2 separate regions of the Zea mays genome follow, and region 2 is linked to region 1. The links are chromatin contacts, called in public Hi-C maps. All regions are on one chromosome and are shown on one strand. The core of a region is the stretch at or near the end of the contact, and the rest is flanking DNA. Distances in the headings are between cores, read along the strand shown.

Evidence for each region. A called contact is a pair of places that touch in the nucleus more often than the background predicts.
Region 2: a Hi-C map of leaf shows a contact between it and region 1, with 6 times the contacts expected there. The contact joins the enhancer-like site here to the promoter of LOC100191298 in region 1. A contact is called at or near these places in 2 of 25 Hi-C or Micro-C datasets (endosperm and leaf).

What each region holds. Positions count from the first base shown.
Region 1 is chr4:27,796,948-27,799,647 of Zm-B73-REFERENCE-NAM-5.0, reverse strand. LOC100191298 reads left to right here and starts at 1,304. Exons shown (of 8, transcript NM_001136732.2): 1 at 1,304-1,569; 2 at 1,700-1,738; 3 at 1,821-1,883. The coding sequence starts at 1,467.
Region 2 is chr4:27,930,412-27,933,111 of Zm-B73-REFERENCE-NAM-5.0, reverse strand. No RefSeq gene overlaps it. Among protein-coding and RNA genes, the nearest start is that of LOC103652983, 53 kb to the left of the region's middle. Within about 2 kb of position 1,316, at least 18 of the 20 cell types and tissues checked have an H3K27ac peak or open chromatin away from gene starts, as enhancers often do. A contact at or near this core is called in leaf, where this site is marked.

The DNA of each region.
Region 1 (2,700 bases), core at 55-2,554:
CGTTGTAGAAGCCCTCTTGGTGCAGCTCTCTATGCTGGGGCCTTCGGTTTTGCTCATCTTGAGCAAGATGACGTACTTCTTCAGTAGTTTCGTTAATCTGCCTTTGTAGGTCAGCTAGCCGAGCCATTTTTTCCTTCTTCTTTTGCACTTGCTGATGAAGCATCTCCATATTCCTGATCTCTTGGTCTAACTCATCCTCCTGGGGCGTTGGACTGGTGGCCTTCCTCTTCTGGCTTCGGGCCTCTCGAAGAGAAAGGGTCTCCTGGTTTGGGTCCAGTGGTTGCAGAGCAGCAGCCCCTGTCGCTGAAGCTTTCTTCGGTGGCATGACGAATGTCAATGCTTGCCGAATGTGGTTGAAAAGGATTCACCGGAGGTGGGCGCCAATGTTGGGGACTTGTTCTTAAATGCTATGAGTTAAGAACAAGGCAACACAGAAAATGTTAAACATTAAAGTCCTTCGTCCTTCGAAGCATTATTTCCCTTGGGATATAATGATTTTAGGACGAATGTTATGAAAGACATACCTTCATAAACATGACATATAATAATGAAGAAGGAATCAAATGAAATATAAAGATAACACAAACGCTTATGTATTATTATCAGCTCATTTCTATTTTATTACTATGTAAAATAGAAATGATATCAAATTATAAATGTACCTTCGACTTTAAAGAAGGTAAAAGTACAAGCGTGACGCAAAAGCAAATGTCAAGTCAGCGTGAACAGTACGAGAGCACTGTTCATCTATTTATAGGCACGAGACGCAGCCCATGTAAAATTACACCCATGTCCATTACATTTGCTAATAACTCTATAGCAATCTATCGAGGTCTAAATAGCCTTTTCATCTTTAAGCCGGTTTCCTTTTCTTCTATCATGTCGAAGCTCTCCTGCGTATAGCTTCGGCTCTGCGCCATCCTTCATATTCCTTGTACTTCTTCACACTATGGTTTTGATCCAAGTTCAAAGGATCCAAGTCCGAAGGTACCTGTTCATGTAATATACTACAGAAACATTGTTAAATCATGTTTTTGAGGACCTTCGGAAATCGAAGGCCCCAACATGTCACAAACATAATCAATAACTTGTTGTTAGAACACAAAAAATAATTATAAATTATCATAATAATAATTATCTATATTAACTGACTATACAAGAGTGTCGTATAAAATTATCATAAAAACTAAACACCTTGTATACAGGAAAAACGATAAACAAAAGAGTAAAAAACCAAAAAACAAAAACAAAGTACCATCGCCCTTCCGGTTTTCTCCCCAGCCCCCGCCCCGGTCGCGGAGCCGTCGTTCTCGTCTTTCGGTACTCGCGCGCGCCAGCTCACTTCTCTACTTCCCTTCCCCAGATCTACCTCCATTCTTCCCTCAAAATCACAGATCTCTCTCGGCCCCGTGCCCAGCGCTCCGAAACCCTAGCGCCGCCGCGGGTGCCAGGCCGCGAGCGTCGCCATGGGCATCGTGTTTACGCGGCTCTTCTCGTCGGTCTTCGGTAACCGCGAGGCTCGCATCCTCGTCCTCGGCCTGGACAATGCTGGCAAGACCACCATACTCTGTAAGTCGCACCCGCCCGTTCCGTCCCCTCTCCCTCCTCGAATCTCCACAGGTCACCCGCAGATCCGCGGTTCTGTTCCGCGGGGGTTCCCGATTCTGATCCTTCCGGGTTGTTTCGGTTCGTTTCACAGATAGACTGCAAATGGGAGAGGTCGTCTCCACGATCCCGAGTGAGTTCTGATTTACCGAGTCGTCATTCCTGTTGCTGGTTGAAGTTGTTGGATTTGATGTGGTGCCCCGCGTGTGTTGCAGCAATTGGATTCAACGTTGAGACGGTGCAGTACAACAACATCAAGTTCCAAGTATGGGATCTTGGTGAGTTACTTGGATCTCGCCGCCCTCTTTTGCATTCCTATTGATGAGTGATAATGGGCTGTTGAGCGATCAGAAGTGCAATTTCGTCCCAAAACGTAGAGACAATTATGTGAAAAGGGCAAGGGAAACTCAGCAAGAGTGAGCTATCTAGCGACGATTCTTCTGTGAAAGATAATTGAGATGACACCTCATTCTGAATGCTTGTACCAAAAGCGAAGTGCATGAGTAGTTACCTTAATTCAGTGAACTTTAGCAATTTTCTAGTGTCATTACCGTGTAACCATGGATGGGCTTCCTTAGAGATAGCAGTGGCCATGTCCCCTGTCATTTGAGCAACTCCATAGAAAACGTAGCAGTATATTGAGCTACACCACTAATTTATGCTCGTAAAATACCCTATTGGAAGTGATTAATTCATTTTAAAATCACTGCTGCACGCAACCCCCCTACCATCTTTGGCTCCAAGCTATGACACTGCATGTAACACTATGGCCCTGTTTGACACAACTCGTGTGCAGTTTTTTAGGCTACTTCACTTTCCAAACATCAAGCTCATTTTGGATTTCTAGGGGAAATGCTTCTCCAGATTGAAGCAGAGGTTCATATTCTGTAAGCGCACTGAGGGGATGCATTTTTGCACTGTAGCCAACTCCTACATCCCATCCATTTCTTGTGCTGCCCCATAGCCATTCCATCTCTGTCTGCACTGCTCCTTCCCAGCTCTGCGGTTCGGAAGTGCATGGTTGATGATGTTGGACAGGTCACCACTCCTGTGCCCCATGGCGTGCTGGTGGATAGCCCCAAGCCCCCAATAGGC
Region 2 (2,700 bases), core at 67-2,566, 130 kb before region 1:
ATGTGGTTCTATTTATGATGAGGCAGTTCAATGATCTAAAGATGGATAAAAATCAAAACCTGGCCTGCGCTCCATATATTATGGCTCTAATCAGGGCCAAAACCATATTTGAGGGGCGGTGTGAGACTGCTCACACTCCATTTAGACCTATCAATAATGAGATTGGTTTTCTCACTAGGTCTCTCACCCCCTGACCTGATGATGAGGGAGTTTCTACAAATGACTTCGCCACTCAGCCTGAGACACATCCAGCTCAGCAAATGCCACCTCCTCCACCTCCTCAGTAGCAAGGACATCACTGGCAGCCCGCACCTGGTTACTTTGTGTAAGTCCCAAAATCTGTATAAAAATATTATTATTAATAAAATAAATATATGAAGAGATAAAATAGTAAATTCAGATATCTCAAATTATACTTGAATGTTGAAAATTGAGAACTAAATTTTGGAAACCAAGAATTATTTTAGAAGAGTAATAGAAAAGCTTTCTATTCAACTAAATGATTATGCATTTCACTAAATGATGCACCATAAGTATTTAGTTACATGAATATTTAATTTCGAAGTAACTTTAAACTCAAGTTCCGTACTCAAAATACCATTTTCCTAAAAAGAAAGGAACCATGAGTGTGTCTCATATTTCAAACATTTATCAAACAAATAAATCAATTAAAATAAATATATATCTATTACTCCATAATTGATTGTGAGTGTGTGTTAAGTTTGAATTCTTAAACTATATCCTAGATTGGAATTGGAATTTTGTAATGTAAAAAAGAAAATTTATTAAAGTCCAAAGATAATTTTAAGGTCTAAAAGATATCCTAGAATTTGAAAAAAAAAGAGAAGGAAAAACCACACAAAAATAAAGGATATGGATGTATAAGTAAATATAAAATTGTTTATACCAATATTTGAGATTGTACATTTGATCTAAGTTTGAACCCTGTTTACATATAATTCAAAATAGAAATACAAAATATGAAAGGAATTGAAAATAGAGAAGGAAGGAGAGAAATATTATGCAAAATAAAATAATGTTATAATTAAATAACTTCACCACATGTTGGTGTGATCAAATTGCATAGTTAACATAAACTTGAATTTACACTTAAGTTGAATTCAAAATTTAAATTCAAATGAATCAGGAATAAAAGAAAACAGAAAAGAATAAAAACAAAAGAAAAAGGAGAAAAAAAAAGCTGCGCCTGGGTCGTTTCTCCCCTCGCGGCCGGCCCATTTCCGCTCTCAACCGCTCCACCCCGTGTCGCTGGCGGGCAGACCCTTGGGTCAGCCTCACTGATGAATGGGCCTCCACATGTCAGCCGCAGCCTGCTGCTCCCGCGTCCTGGTTGCTCTGCCGCGTGGGGCCATTTTGTCAGAGCTTCCCCCCTCCATCGCAACAACCCCGCGCGGGATTTCCTCCCCATCGTGCGCGCGCGCCGTGGAATAGCCACGCGAATCTAGTCGTGGCTGTTAGGAATCGGTCTTGGGGGTATAAAGACCAAGCCTCGCCGTGCTCTTGTTCCGAGCCCTCCGATAAAGCTGCCAGGGTCGAAACGCCATTGGCGTGAGGTGCGTAGGTAGGGAAACTCGACGACACCGCTGTTGTTCCGCGTCTGCGCTAATATTCTGGTGGCCGCGGTAGATCGAGGGGTTGCTCTTGATGGTGGGCAACCTAGTCGAGGCATCGGCAAGCCTGGGGGAGCCCTGGAACTTCACCAATTGCTCACCGGAGAATCACATCCGCCGCGGGCCACACCGCCCCGTGGCTGTGGCTCGTCTCGACACCACCCCGGGTAAGTAGTTACCTAATCGGTTCGCCTAGCCATCCTCTCCACAATTTTACGAAGAAATCGCGAGTATAGTGCTCGGTCTTCGGATCGCCTGAACACTGGTGATAGGGCTACCGCAGATTAGGTATGACCGCCGGGTTTGGAACCTAATCTCTAGTAGAACCACGCCCGTGGACTCGCCCCAAACCCGTTGGGTGTAGCTCCTGTCGAATCGAAGTGCCGGCAGCGTGGGCGTGTGCCTGGGTGTTCGGACATGGCGCCACCGTGCCGGAGTCATGTGCAGCTCCGGCCATTGCCGTTGAGTATTGGTTAGGCGGCGTACTGACCGTTAGATTTTCGCCAGTTGGCTAGGATTAGCTCTGGGGAGGATGCACCGTGAACCGTTGATCGGTTAATCAATGGGGATGATCAGGGGATTGGATCCGGGTGGTGTGAACCACTGATCTCGTAGCGAGTGGTGGATCGGGGTTCAAAATGTCTGGGTCGTCTGATCTTAATCCAGCGACTATTAGTGCATACCGGTTCTGGCGAGGGTTAGATCTAATCGGAGCCATCCAGAATTGATCCAACGGCCCTGATATGTCGATACCCCTTCGCCGTTTGATTTTGTAAAAGAGCCCTGTAGAATCCAGTAATCAACCCGGTCTCCTAGGGGAGGTGTAGATTGTGTCTAGGTTCATTTTGCGCCTGAAACCCTACCTTCTCTGGTATTTGACGCGCTGTCCAGGTAATTAATAAAACTAGAGAAAATTATATAGGAAATGATTTTCAATATAAAATTAATTGCAGAAACTTAATTAATTCCTAGAAAATGCATCTTTACTCCTTTTTAGTCCATTCTAGTTCCTATAATTTTGTAATAATGTTGTTTATCACATAGTGACACTGTTTTAACATGAAAATGG